Regions from separate parts of the Sus scrofa genome. Here all the other regions are linked to region 1. Evidence: chromatin contacts called from public Hi-C, HiChIP or PLAC-seq and promoter capture Hi-C data. All regions are on one chromosome and are shown on one strand. Each heading gives the region's core, a stretch centred on a gene start, on an enhancer-like site or on the middle of the called end of the contact. The rest is flanking DNA. Distances are from core to core; before and after follow the strand shown.

The links. Promoter capture Hi-C pulls out the DNA fragments that hold promoters and counts their contacts. Hi-C and Micro-C count contacts between places; a contact is called where the count stands out from the background. HiChIP or PLAC-seq counts read pairs in DNA pulled down with a chosen protein or histone mark.
Region 2: a contact with region 1 is called in a promoter capture Hi-C map of liver, with 16 times the contacts expected there. The contact joins the enhancer-like site here to the promoter of NFIL3 in region 1. A contact is called at or near these places in 1 of 5 promoter capture datasets (liver), 5 of 47 Hi-C or Micro-C datasets (embryonic fibroblasts, liver and skeletal muscle) and 2 of 2 datasets of contacts at active chromatin or transcription factors (alveolar macrophages and skeletal muscle).
Region 3: a contact with region 1 is called in an H3K27ac HiChIP or PLAC-seq map of alveolar macrophages. The contact joins the enhancer-like site here to the promoter of NFIL3 in region 1. A contact is called at or near these places in 3 of 5 promoter capture datasets (fetal liver and liver), 27 of 47 Hi-C or Micro-C datasets (adipose tissue, alveolar macrophages, blood and 14 more) and 2 of 2 datasets of contacts at active chromatin or transcription factors (alveolar macrophages and skeletal muscle).
Region 4: a contact with region 1 is called in a Hi-C map of omental adipose tissue, with 2.0 times the contacts expected there. The contact joins the enhancer-like site here to the promoter of NFIL3 in region 1. A contact is called at or near these places in 3 of 5 promoter capture datasets (fetal skeletal muscle and liver), 21 of 47 Hi-C or Micro-C datasets (adipocytes, alveolar macrophages, blood and 14 more) and 2 of 2 datasets of contacts at active chromatin or transcription factors (alveolar macrophages and skeletal muscle).
Region 5: an H3K27ac HiChIP or PLAC-seq map of skeletal muscle shows a contact between it and region 1, with 5 times the contacts expected there. The contact joins the enhancer-like site here to the promoter of NFIL3 in region 1. A contact is called at or near these places in 2 of 5 promoter capture datasets (fetal liver and skeletal muscle), 4 of 47 Hi-C or Micro-C datasets (blood, heart right ventricle, liver and 1 more) and 2 of 2 datasets of contacts at active chromatin or transcription factors (alveolar macrophages and skeletal muscle).

What each region holds. Positions count from the first base shown.
Region 1 is chr14:2,602,364-2,605,063 of Sscrofa11.1, forward strand. It overlaps NFIL3 (nuclear factor interleukin-3-regulated protein), which reads right to left and starts at 1,411. Exons shown (of 2, transcript XM_001928870.6): 1 at 1,279-1,411.
Region 2 is chr14:2,309,028-2,311,727 of Sscrofa11.1, forward strand. No RefSeq gene overlaps it. Among named protein-coding and RNA genes, the nearest start is that of SYK, 210 kb to the left of the region's middle. Within about 2 kb of position 1,329, at least 1 of the 83 cell types and tissues checked has an H3K27ac peak or open chromatin away from gene starts, as enhancers often do. A contact at or near this core is called in liver, where this site is marked.
Region 3 is chr14:2,257,723-2,260,422 of Sscrofa11.1, forward strand. No RefSeq gene overlaps it. Among named protein-coding and RNA genes, the nearest start is that of SYK, 160 kb to the left of the region's middle. Within about 2 kb of position 1,444, at least 33 of the 83 cell types and tissues checked have an H3K27ac peak or open chromatin away from gene starts, as enhancers often do. A contact at or near this core is called in adipose tissue, alveolar macrophages, fetal liver and 5 more, where this site is marked.
Region 4 is chr14:2,175,142-2,177,841 of Sscrofa11.1, forward strand. No RefSeq gene overlaps it. Among named protein-coding and RNA genes, the nearest start is that of SYK, 73 kb to the left of the region's middle. Within about 2 kb of position 1,385, at least 4 of the 83 cell types and tissues checked have an H3K27ac peak or open chromatin away from gene starts, as enhancers often do. A contact at or near this core is called in omental adipose tissue, where this site is marked.
Region 5 is chr14:2,285,865-2,288,564 of Sscrofa11.1, forward strand. No RefSeq gene overlaps it. Among named protein-coding and RNA genes, the nearest start is that of SYK, 180 kb to the left of the region's middle. Within about 2 kb of position 1,352, at least 5 of the 83 cell types and tissues checked have an H3K27ac peak or open chromatin away from gene starts, as enhancers often do. A contact at or near this core is called in skeletal muscle, where this site is marked.

The sequences.
Region 1 (2,700 bases), core at 161-2,660:
TGTATGCAAGGACAAATCCCACAACCTCCCCGAGCGCTGGTAAAACACGCTGACGACAAACAGGGTGGAAAACGTCTGTGCAGACTCAGCCCCGGACACAAACAAACGCAGCGCAGGCATTCTCCGAATGCCGTCACCGTTCACGCTACCAATGCTCTTTCTCAACGAGAAAATCAAGACTATTGCCCATTAGTCAGCCCCCCTCCTCTCCTCCGCCGCCAGCCCCGCAGAAGGCACGAGAAAGGAAAGAGCGCTGCCCTTCCCCAGGAGATGGCTCAGTCTCCCCGGCGCTCTTCTCTACCAAAACATCAATTTTCCTGAAATCAGGAGACATTATGCAACAGTGGCGGGGGGAGCGCAAGCCAGCTCGGACTACGTGCCGGCGCGAGGGCGCTGCAATCAAAGCAGCCACCTTAAGGTGGCGAGTCCCCTCCTGACAAGGCAGCAAAAGTTTATGTAATGAATGCCCCGCGCACACTCGCAGCCGCCGGCCAGTCCCGCGCACAGCCCGGCCCCGCGCGCAGCCCGGTCCGCGCCCAGTGCCCGCCGGCCGCGCGCCCCAGGAGCGGGCGGGGAACGGGGCACCGGGCCCGGGCAGGCGGTGGGCGGAGCGCTTACCGTGTTCCTGCTCTCGGGCCGGCGAGCCGGGGCGACAGGGAGAAAGAGCAGGGAGTCGGGAGCCGAGCTGGAGGCGCTCAGGGATCCGGGTCCGGCCAGGCCTCCGGGACGGCAGGAGCGGCGAGGGCGCGGCGCGGGAGGCGGGCGGCGCGCCGGGTCCGCGGGCGCCGTGGCCGCGCCGGGAGATGTGTGTTAGTAGGTCAGTTCCGAGCGCGGCGCTACGTCGCCGCCCGCCAGCCTAGCCGTGACGGGCGGCCGCGGCCCCAATCGCTGTGCCCGCACCCGCCCCCAGCCCACCGCCAATGGCCGCAGCCGGCGGGGGCGGGCTCTCACAGGCCCCGCCCCCGCCCGCGCCCCCTCCCGGCAGCGCCACCAGCAAGCAGCCCGCGTCCCTTCCCGGCCGCGGCTACTGCCACCGCCCGAGCGCCTGGAGGACCCGCGCCCAGCGCCTCGCGCCCCGCTTCAGGGCTGCACAACGGCCAGCGTGGCCACCTCGACCGGGGCAAGCCTGAGGAGGGGCCCGAGACCCCCTACCTTGCCGTCCCTCTCCCCTCACCGTTGCCTTCACCCTCTCGGTCACCGAGGTACCTAAGCCCAGCGACCCTCGCTCACTCGCAGAGGCGCGTTTTGTTTCCCCGAGCGCTCAGCGAGCCAGGCTACCTGTTGCCGACCGAGTACCAGGCGGAGGGCTGGAGGCTGCCTCGACCCGGGCGTGGCAGGGACCTCCGCCTTCCCCTCTCTAAACGCCGAGAGGACCCCTCCTCCTGGGGGTGGGCGAGAGAGGAGGCCGAGGGTGAGCGCAGGCGAGCGGCCAGAACTCAGGGCCGGCCGCAGAGGGGAGGGAGGCGGGTGGCGGTTCCGAGCCCCGCGGTGCTGCGTTGGCAGCGATTACAATGCCCCGCGCGTCTCCCTTGGGAGCGCGACGGCCGGGAGCGCGGGGGGTGGGGTGGGGGGAGAAAGCGCAACGCACGAACACCGCCCCCTACACAATTAGGGCGAAGATGACGGCTGCAAAGTTGTTGCGTAACACGACTGGGAAACGAAGCTGGCCAAGGTCCATCTGCCCCCTCCCCCGGCCATGCCGAGAGTGGCCGCCCGGAGTGCGGGTCCGCGGGCCGGGTGCGCCCATCCTGTACGCTCGCTGGTGTTTGCTGCTGGCGCTTGAGACAGAGGTTCAGAGTCTCTTGATCTTGAAGTAGAAGCAAGTCGGTCATTTCTGCCTCTAATTGGATGCAATTGTCTTCTTCCCAAATTCCCGGGCTACGTAACAGACGTAAAGAAATGGGGGAAAGGGCACCTCCCGGCGAGTCAGGTCATTGAGCTAAAGACTGTAAAGGCACGTGGCACACACACGGCGCATTTCCTGATAGATAGATAAATCGATAAAAGCGGCAGCGCCTGCCTTTTACGAAGGGAGCCATATTCTTGATAGTGACGCACAGATTGCCCAAATAGGGAATGTGGCAGGTGCGGAAAGACCTCCTGCTCTGCTTGGACTGTGTGGAAGCTGGGCTGAATGCCTTGCATGACTTTCCACTTCTTTTTCTTATGATAAAATATTCTTTAAAAAAGTTGAACTAAACACCAAAATATAGAGTGAACACCTTCCTTTCTCCCAGCTACCCTCACCGAGGTCTATCATCAATAGAAAATCTGCTTGCTAAGTTTGTCTCTTCTATCTTCCTCAGTCTCTTACTGAGGAATTGTAAGTACCCCCAAATGGATGCTTAAACATTCTTATCACATATTAGGTTTTGGAAAGCTTCACGTTTCAAACTATTCTCCAAGGACAATGCTGCTGTTCAGAACACACACATGTTCACGATTCACCTGGTAAGGTGTAGATTTACCAACAAGGCTCTGACAATATAGACCTGCAATATGGGTTTTAGCATCTTCCCCAAATGCACCTTTCCAAGTGCTCACCAATTCAAGAAGCACATCTGTGTGTGGCTTCTGAGTCAGTCACCTGTATTAGATATTTATTCCAAAGAACTGACTCCATTGATGAAAATGAATCCTGATTTTGGTTTATATTCTCCACTTTTCTCACTTGCAATAATACATTTCCTCCTCATCCTC
Region 2 (2,700 bases), core at 79-2,578, 290 kb before region 1:
CCTTCGTTTGTATAGCTCCTCAGAGCTCCTTTCTAGATAGCACTAGATAGAATGCTGCCTGATTCATGAATCATTGAATAAAGTCTCAGAGATCTTGAAATTTTCTCAGTTGAATTTTTTTTTTTTACACAAGTGTTTAATTCTTTCATGTGTAAAGTCCAGTCACATCCTTAACCTTTTCTGAAAGTTTGGCACTAAAAATCAGAAGGAAATAAGGCATAACACAACGGCCAATTACCTTAAATACTTTTAAAATATAAACTAAAGCAAGATGTGGAAAAACATTTCAATGTCTGACAGATTAAAGATTTAACAGCACAGAAATAAACGCTCTATCCTACCCCTGAGGGAATTCTATGCAATGAAATGTAGGAAAAGTAAATAAAATATCTTGAAACATTAATTCGTTAAGTGTACTTGACAAACTATAGCATAAAATTTTTTCTATCAAACTCTTACTTTGGGCTGAAAAAAGGAAAAGGTATTCTAGGTTTTTTATTAATAAGATAAAATTCAAAGTTTGCTTTTGGAGTTCCCATTGTGGCGCAGTGGTTAACGAATCCGACTAGGAACCATGAGGTTGCAGGTTCGATCCCTGGCCTCGCTCAGTGGGTTAAGGATCCGGTATTGCCTCAAGCTGTGGTGTAGGCCGCAGACATGGCTCGGATCCCAAGTTGCTGTGGCTCTGGCGTAGGCTGGTGGCCACGGGTCCGGTTAGACCCCCTAGCCTGGGAACCTCCATATGCCGCTGGAGTGGCCCTAGAAAAGGCAAAAGAGAAAAACAAAAACAACAAACTCAAAGTTTGCTTTTAAACTAAACAGTAACAAGTATGTTTTATTAAAAAGAAATATATGAACTTTTTTTTAAAGTCTAACTCTGTAGGTATTAAATAAAGAACAACCAAGTTCTGCATAAAAAGACACACATTCATAGATATTCTTCTTTTCCTTCTTACTCAAAAGGGAGCTCATACAAAACTGGAGGGTTTTAGGGAGTTCCTGTCGTGGCGCAGCGGTTAACAAATCTGACTAGGAACCATGAGGTTGCAGGTTCGATCCCTGGCCTCGCTCAGTGGGTTAAGGATCTGGCCTTGCTCAGCCTCAGTTGAATTTTTCAACATCACTTTTAAGAGCCTTCCCTCTGACCCTTCAGCCTCCAAATCCTGACCCAGCTCAGTGTTTCAAAACTCTTCATCAACTTAAAACAAATACAATTCTTGATTGCCAAGTGGATTTTTCAACTTGTCCCAGTTTCCTCATTACTTTGTTTTGTGTTTTCCTTCCATTTGAGAAATATACGCCCTTCCAAAATGGCTCGTTTCCCTCTGGTCTTTGGCTTGTCTCTGTTTCTGCATGCCAGAGGTTGGGGGTGCTGTTTAGTCAGGTCTCAGCTGTGGTGAAGGCACCAACCTGTGGGGCAGTCACAGGTTTCTGGTTCTATAACTGCAAGCCCACACCTGCAGCAAGAAGTGCCTCTGGTCAGCACATTTATACACCTATACAGGCAGCACCAGATCAGGAGACTGAGTGTCCACCCAAACCCCATGACCCCCAGGTCCAAGGGGGCTGTGACAGCACCAGGCACACTCAGAGCCACCAAAGCATCAAGGGATTGCTGAGCCTCCTCAAGTACTGGAGTCATAAACACATTTTAAAAAGGAAGAGTTCCCACTGTGGCTCAGCAGGTTAAGACACCAACTAGTATCCATGAGGGTGCAGGTTTGATCCCAGGCCTCGCTCAGTAGGTTACAGCTGCGATGTTGCCTCTAGCTGCAGTATAGGTCACAGACGGGGCTCGGATCTAGTGCTGCTGTGGCTGTGGTGTAGGCTGGCAGCTGCAGCTCCAATTGGACCCCTAGCCCAGAAACTTGCATATAAAAGAAAAACAAATAAATAAAAATAAAATTAAAAAGGGGAAGTGGATTCTGTGGACAAAGCCAAGTGCAGGAGGGCGGACTGGCCCATTTGGAAAGCAGCTATAAACACCACTATACCACCAACGCCACTCAGACTGGCCCCCTTGGAAAAGTCTGGAGGACAGGCCATCCTGGCTGTGGGAGTCGGGCTCCAGCCAGCCATGGCAGGGATCTGGTGGTGGCCCAGGGCCCCGGGGAAAACAAGGGTGTGGGGAAGGCTTGGGAAGAGACTGCCCTTGGTGATGGCTTTGCCACATGGAGTCAGCGCAGCCTGAATTCCTCGGTGCTCCCAGGGAGGGAGCTGCCCCTGTGAGCCCTGGGCTGGAGGACAGAGAGCAGCAGCCAAGCAGGGGCCCTCCTGGACCACCCCAGCTCCCCCTCTAGCTCTTCCCAAGAGGGACACCCAGGCCTTCTCCTCCTGGCCAGATGACCCACCCCAGGCCAGTGATTATCTTGTCATCACAGAATGTCACCATGCCCAGCAATGGCAATGGCTTTTCATAAGCAAATTCCATACCCCGTGCTTCCCATTCTAGCCAAACAGTTGTGCTGGCTTAGTGAGGGGGATAAACTCGAATTACCAGAGGCCTGTTCCCATTGTATTAACCCGGGACTCTAAATGGAGTGGCTTCTGTAATCCCGCAGGCATTCATTAGAGAGCCCACTGGAGCCGGGTGTACCATTGCCCCGGTTGGTGGTTTTCTGTGGGTGCTGGGGGTGGGATGGAGCTGCAGGGCCCAGACAGGGAGAGTGTGACACCCAGGCTGACACAGGGTAGGGCTGT
Region 3 (2,700 bases), core at 194-2,693, 340 kb before region 1:
TGGTCAAGCTCCCACTGAGCTCTCACAACACAGCATCCTTCTCCCGGGTCTTCTCTGCACGCTCCCCACCCACAGAGGCCCTCTCCCAGGGGAGGCAGCAGCAGGCTGCCTTCTTGCACTCCTCTCCCGCAGAAGGACACTTGGGGGCAGTCATTCAACACTGCACACACTTCATCCCCTGCGAGGCTCCTGCTCACCCAAGAACCAAGAACGCAGCCTTCATCTGGGGTGTCCCGGACGCTCTGTGACAGTCTAATCAGCAAACAAGACTACAGGTGATGGTGCTGGCACTTGGCCACATGGTCCAGCCCCACCAGCCTGCAGTCCACCCACTTGGGCCGGACGAAGAAGCTGGACAGCGCCACTCGCAGGACTTGTAAATACAGCCCCTGCTCTCACGCTCAGCAAGTGGGAAGAGGGAACAGGTTCAGAGAATACTGTTTTCAGTGGATTTAGAGAAACACACCTAGACACAATGTCATTTCCTTGTCATTCTTCCTCTCGTTCTCTTAATAACCCTGACGTTCCCTGCAGGCATGCAGGGAACCCTTCATCTCAGTGAAGGAGACATGTAAGGTCTCTACGTCACACAAGCATTGGGTCTTAAGCAAATGAGGAGAGGGACATAAAACAGACTGAAATTACAGGCTGGGTACGTTTCTGCCAGAGTCTTCCCTGGAGTTTGGGACTCTTGGTCCTTCTCCACTGCGTTACCCCCCATCATGGCATTTTAATGGATATAGGAACAACACCCCACAGCAGTCTGGTATCTCAGGATGAAAACATTCAGAAACAGGCAATACGCTTACACACAACAAGTTCAAGAAAGGGGGGGGGGGGCGGCTAATAAATGAACAGAAGTTCAAAGGAAGCTGAGTGATGTAAGACGTTTGGCGATGACTCACACGTGGGGCATTCAAGCCGGACTTTCGCAAACAAGGGGGTGGCGGGCAGAGTCAGCAAGCACAGCCATGAAGTCCATCAGCCCAGCCTCGGGAGGGACGGGGGTGCTGCAGAGCTGGGACCCAGGGCTTGCTTGCCAACAAAATGACCCCACGCCTGCTCTGTTATTTCTGTATTTCTGAGTGGCAGCAACCCCCACAGGAAGGCGCTCCGTTCACCACCGCAGTGCACCCCCACACGAGTCCCAGCTGAGGTCCTCCTCACAGGGGCAAAGGCAGTCCTGTAAAAGAGAAACGGGATCTGATTGAAGCTTAACGTGATTCTTCATTGTCACGACAAAAGTATCTTCAGATCCACGCGCAAATGACAGCCCGAAAGGAAAAGATGTGAGCCTGTGTTGTATGTGTGAGAGCGTAAGAGGGTGTACGTGTGTGTGTGCATGTACTTAGGGCAAAAGACACACACCCACAGTCTCCAGAGGATTACAAAAAGTCCTCTGTACTAAAGAATTTCAGACCGGTTTGATGATTCATTTAGGGGAACTGCTGACAGCTCATGAAGGAAAAGAGTTTGTGCACATGTGCGCTGTCCAGTGCTCACTAAGTTGTGTCCCTAGCAGGGGAGGTCCACCGCCTTCAGGCTTCGTTGAAAAGGAGAAGCTGAAAATCAGATGCATACACGAGCGTGTGATCTGACAGATCAGATGTTGGAGGAAACACTTGAGAACCGACGTGGTTCAAGGAGAGCAAATATTTACAGGAGTCAGGGCAGCTTTCTACTTCCTCTGCCCCCTTCTTCTGGAATCTTCTCCCTCCCTGGTTGCTGGGGGTCCGCCTTCTTTCCCAGGTCTCCCCTGGGTGTGGGATGCAGTGATGGACGGGGGTACCAGCCCCTCTGGCTTGCTGGGGCTTCTCCTCTGTTAACTGTGATGCTTTGGGCAGATGTTGACGAGCTCATGGAGCACCTGCGAAAATGTGGGGAGCCCAAGTGTCAGGCACCATCAGGACAATGAAAGAATGGCACCCTCCCCTCGCAGAGTGGTCCTGTGCCTATAAGGCCAGATCCTGCCCACCCAGGGCAGCCATCACTGACACACACACTCACACACATTAGCACAAACACATGCCCACCCTCGCACCACCATATACACTCACAAACATCCAAACACACCTGCTCACATATGACTCCCAGGCAAACACTCACACCCACGTACATACACTCACAACATCATACACACAAAAATGCATGCATATACACTCTCACTGGCACACAATCACACACTCACCCCTACACACACACATGTATACACATGCTAACATATCGCTTCACACACACATGTGCACACACACACACTTACACATACCCACATACATTCATACAAACATACACATACTTGGGTCCTAGGTGAGACCACCCCATGCCCCACACTACCCCATGCCCCAAGTCTAGCTGTCTTGGGTCAGCACAGACCTAAGACCCAGAGTCCCCTACTCTCTGGAACATAAAGTACCTCTGACATCTGTCTGGGGGGACTTGGGCCAGCCCAGTGGCAGGTTGCTACACTGTCACAAAGTGCCCCGTGGGCTGGCCCTAATACCCTCCAGAAGGGTCCAGGCTGTCAGGCTGCCCAGGGTCACACATCCCTCTTCTCATGAACAGGAGTTGTATGCCACCGCTTTCTTCCTGTCATGTCAGGGTACACAGAGTCTTTTCTTGGCCTCTTATATTCCTCAGGACCAAAGGTGTGCTACCCACACAGTCCATCCGGGACCACCAGCCACTCCTTTGGTCGGAACT
Region 4 (2,700 bases), core at 135-2,634, 430 kb before region 1:
CATAGGACTCCGTATCAAGTCGAGAAGCCACAAAGGTGAACTATATCCAATGTCTTGTGACCAACTGCAGTAGAAAAGAAAAAAGTTAAAAGCCCAAACTGAAAAATAAAATGAGATGCGCAGCACTCCTGCAGCACAGAAACCTGTTCACGTGACCCGGTGTGTGCCCCGGGGTCCTTGGCGGGAAGGCATCCTTCACGCCCGCCTGGCCCTGCTCACCCCGGCTCTGCCCGCCTGGCTCTGCCCGCTCTGGCCTCCCTCTCTGGCCTGTGCTCTCCCAACTGGAAAGTCACCCCACGCCTCTCTCCCCATAAATCTTTCCCTCCTTCCACTGCCGCCCGCCCACTCCCTCACATTCCCTCAGCTCTCACAGTGCCTGTAACACGATGTACCATCCAATTGGAGGCATGTGTTTTACGGACATTCGGCTGTAAGTCCTTTCAAGCAGGAGTCACGTTCTGTTCCTTCCTGAGCCTGGACCTGCGCCCTGAGATGGAGCTGAGCGCGCACCTAGCAGGGCGGCCAGCATCCCCCCGGCCGGCCGGCTGGACTTCTTCCCAGTGCTTTGTTGCTACGTGTACCCTCCTCCTGGGTAGCCTGGCTGTGTTTGATCCATAGTGCCTCTAACAGGGGAAGGAGGAAGGGATGAAAGGCAGAACCCCAACTCTCCAGGCCGTTTACCAGCTCCTAACCGTTTACTTGGCCACGGTGACTTATTTGTATATTTCCATTTTGAAGAGCCGAAAGAGACATTTCCATGCCATGTGTGTCTGTGTGTGTATCTACTGACGTGTATATGCCTATGAATATGTCTGCATATGTGTGTGTCTGTGTGCCTGTGTAAGTACACATCTGCCTGCATCCACGTGTGTCCATATATATACGTTTCTGTGTCTATTTTGTGTCTGTGTAATGTATGTTTATGTATGTGTGGTGTGTATGTCTCAGGTATCTGTGTTGTCTGTCTGTGGATGTTTTCGTGTGCCTGTGTGTGTCTCTGTTTGTAGTTTTGTGTCTGTCTCTCTGTCTCTAGATATATGTCTCTCTGTCTATAGATATTTGTGTATACCTGTGTGTGTGTCTGTTTAAGCTTTGTGTCTGTCTATCTGTCTGTAGATGTGTGTCTGTCTATAGATGTTTGTATATGCCTATGTGTGTGTCTGTTTTAGCTTTGTGTCTCTGTCTGTAGATGTGTGTCTGTGTGTCTGTGCGTGTCTGTCTGTAGATGTTTGCATATGCCTGTGTGTGTGTCTGTTTAAGCTTTGTGTCTCTGTCTGTAGATGTGTGTGTGTGTGTGTGTGTGTGTGTGTGTGTGTGTGCTGTCCACCAGCACATGAACCCGGGGTATAAACTCAGAGTTAGTCTAACCATCATCTGATACGGGTAACAGGAGTTTTCCAGGTGGCCCAAGTGTCCTTCAGTCCTGGCCACGGCTGTCACAGCCTCCCCCACCCGCTCTATCCTCCTGGGCTTCCTGCTGGGCCACGGGGTCCAGGTGCCAGGCAGCAGGACACTTTGTTCCAGCATGTCCTCAAGCTGCATCCCACCTCTGCGGGGAAAGCCCGGCTGAGGTGCATCTCTGCACGTCTTGGGAATCTGGCCTGGATCCAGAGCCAGCCCTGCCAGTTCTGTGAAGAGACAGCCTGGAGTTTCACAACCAGCCCTTTACTGCCCCAGGATGCCGGCGTCTCCGCTTCCTTTGCTTTCTAGACCAGAAGAGGATGAGATGCAGCCTGCGCCACCCGACTGTGGAGAGGCTGTGGGCCTTCCCGGCAAGGCCTCACCAAGTGGGCAACCTGAAGAGGGAGCCCTCAGTGCCACATCTAAGGCGGCACAACCTTGGTCAACGACAGACTCCTTACCCAGCTCGGCCATCCCGAGTCATGCCCACTTTCATTTCTTCTAAATGAACTCCTTTCTCTCGTTGGAAACCTCAAAAATTCCCCTTTACTTTTGAAATTCCAAATTAAACGTGGTTAAAGTGTATTCTGCTATGAATTTGCCAGGACTTTTACATAAGTCCAGTTACCTCATTTGCAGCACCTGGTACACAATTTAAATGTGGGACCCTTGTTCAAAAAGTAGGAAAGCAGAGAACTTGAAGGTACCAACATGTAAAGCTTTCCTTTCCTTCACAGTCTTTCTGGATTTGCCGTGGTGTTTTTATTTACTGTTGTTCCAAATAGAGAAAAGTTAACATTTTAAATTATTAACATGAATTTTAGCATTCCCCTTTATATGGCACAATGCCAGTTTTAAATGCAAATACAAGAGAATTTAAGTCACGTGAAGAACCACTGACATTACGTAGTTTAAGAGAGAGTGTGGAAAGAAAGGAAACCTTTGGGAATGTACAACGGAACAGCCACTACCGAGAGCAGTGTGGAGATGCCTTTAAAAACTACGCATAGAATACCATGTCATCCTACAATCCCACTCCTGGGCTTATATCTGGAGAAAACTATAATTCGAAAAGATATATGCGCCCCAGTGTTCACTGCAGCACTTGTTACAATAGCTAAGACGTGGAAGCCACCTAAAAGCCCATTGACAGATGAATGGATAAAGAAGATGCGATACATAGATACAATGGAATGAATGTTATGCAGCCAAAAAAAAAAAAAACCGGAATGAAATAATGACATTTGCAGTACATGGATGGACCCAGAGATGACCACACCAAGTGAAGGAAGCCAGACA
Region 5 (2,700 bases), core at 102-2,601, 320 kb before region 1:
AGACGGACTCACCTCTCTGTCCTGAGTTCAAGATCCCAAGGTGATCAGGGGAGGAGGGAAGAGGGAATCGGGCTGGATTAAAATGGTCCTGCCTGGCTGCACGTGGGTCCAGACTCCTCCCTTGCCTGAGAGACGTAGGGACCAAAAGCCAATCCAGTCCCATTCCTCACACCCCGCCTGAGCTCTTGGGGAACAAAAATAATAAAATGAGTCCAGTTCACTTTAAAATCACCTGGAGAGGGAGTTCCCATTGTGGCACAGCAACAATGAATCCAACTGGTATCCATGAGGACGCGGGTTTGATTCCTGGCCTCGCTCAGCATTGCTGTGAGCCGTGGTGTAGGTCGCAGACTGGGCTCTGATCCCGAGTTGCCATGGATGTGGCAGCAGCTGCAGCTCGGATTCAACCCTTAGCCTGGGGACTTCCATATGCTGCAGGTCTGGGCCTAAACAGCAAAAATCAATCAATCAATCAATCACCTGGAGAAAAAGGGAACAAGGACCAACTACCTTTGACCCACAGCCCCAAGGAGAGGCCAAGAGGGTGACCAAGGCCCAGCAAAGTCACCTCCCCTGAGACCTGAGGACAAAGACGTGCTCTGTCGCTGTGTCGTGCTGAGCAGCAGGGCAGGGCTACTTTTAGCCTCTCCACAGAATCTGAGTTCCAGTGGGCATGTTTTCAAGACAGCACTTTCCTATTAAAATTGCAACAATTATGGCTGAAAAGAAAGTTCGTTGTGCTCAGAAAACTCTACGACAGGCCCTCTCACTATGATGCCTGCGTGACTGTGGCCTGGCTGCTTTTAAGGACTGATTTTGTCACCCTCGTCTAGCGTGGGTGGACGTGTGTGGTCAGTACTTCAAGAGAGGTGAGAAATTACCGCAGAGGAAGGACAGTGACAGCAAGACACCATCCTTGTCCTGTCTTTTCCTCCCCTGACCAAGCAAGAGCTGTGGAACTGGGACCTAGGACATGGCCCCCAAAATTCAGGGTGTTCACCAAATACTTGAAAGGGGTTTAAGAAAATGTTGGTGTTTAGATGAGGCCCAACTGGGAAAGCAATTCTTGTTTCCTAACCTGGAGAATAAGCTCTCTGGTAAAACGTACAGAGGGAGAGAGGTTTAACGTAGTGAAGAAGCAAAGCAATGCTATGAAACCACAGGTCTCCAGCCTCAGCTCTTCTGGTCAGGGGGAGATCACACCACCTCCTGCCAGGTAACCGGTCTGCTCACCAGTTACGGTGACAGGGCTAATGATGGGGAGGCAGCCAGGCTCCTAGGCAGAAAGACACAGGAGCAGCCTTGCTTCATTTTTGCCTCTGTAAAGCCTCATGACTATGCTCCATCTCTATTTTTAGAGCTCAGCATTTAAAAGGTCAAGTGCCTTCAAAAGTGTTTATTTTCCTCTCCAGTGTTTGTGCTCTGATTGAAGTGACAGCCTTGAGCTCCTCCCCCCACCCCCACACCAAATCCACTGTATTCCATGCAGCTTACTTTTTACCTGAACTGCCAACAAAGCTTGAAATGAGCAGCATTTGGGGTTTTGGTTGTTTGTTTGTTTGTTTGTTTTTTCTTACTCTGACTCCACTGGAGCCACAGAGGTTGACGGCCACTCAGGAAAAGCACGGCACCTTCTCTATGTGGCCAGTGGGCAGAATGCACCTACAGGTCTTCACAGACCTGGCCAAGCCCTCCCCACGTGGATGCAAGCTGATCTCCGAGGATTCAACCTCCCTGACCCGCCCCAGTCCTGGTAGGAAGTCCAGGGCTTGTGTCCAGGGGTGGCCCTCAATTTCAGAGCCTGTCAGGCCATATCTGTCCTGGCGGTTGCCTGTCTTGCCCTGGCCATCTCCACCCATCACCCTGTGTCACAGAATTCTCTCTGAGCTTCTCCCACTGCTGCCACTCACCCAGGACCACCCAAGGCTCAAATGAAGCTCATCCCTGATTGCCAAACACAGCGAATACTGGGCTATAGGGTTCCAGCCGTTCCTCATCTTCTTAATCCCTTCATCTTTCAGTGGACATTTGAGTTGTTTCCATGTCTTGGCTATTGTGAATAGTGCTGCAGTGAACACAGGCGGGCAGGTATTGTTTTTGAATGAAAGTTTTGTCCGCATATATGCCCAAGAGTGGGATTGCTGGGTCATATGGTAGTTCTATATTTAGTTTTCTGAGGAAACTCCATACTGTTTTCCATAGTGGCTGCACCAATTTACATTCCCACCAGCAGTGGAGGAGGCTTCCCTTTTCTCCACACCCTCTCCAGCATTTGTTATTTGTGGACTTGTTAATGATGGCCCTTCTGACATGTGTGATGTGGTAGTTTTGCTTTGCATTTCTCTAATAATTAAGAAGTGTGGTACATCCATACAATGGAATACTACTCAGCCATAAAAAGGACAAAATAATGCCATTTGTAGCAACATGGATGGAACTAGAGATTCTCGTCCTAAGCGAAGTAAGTCAGAAAGAGAAAGACAAATACCATACCATGTCACTTATATGTGGAATCTAAAACATGGCACAAATGAGCCTATCGACAAAACAGAAACAGATCATGGACAGGGAAAGCAGACTTGTGTTTGGGGCAGGGGGGTGGGGGGAAGTGGAATGGACAGGGAGTTGGGGTTGGTAGATACAAACTACTACATTTAGAATGGATGGGTAATAGAGCACCTACTGTACAGCATAGGGAAC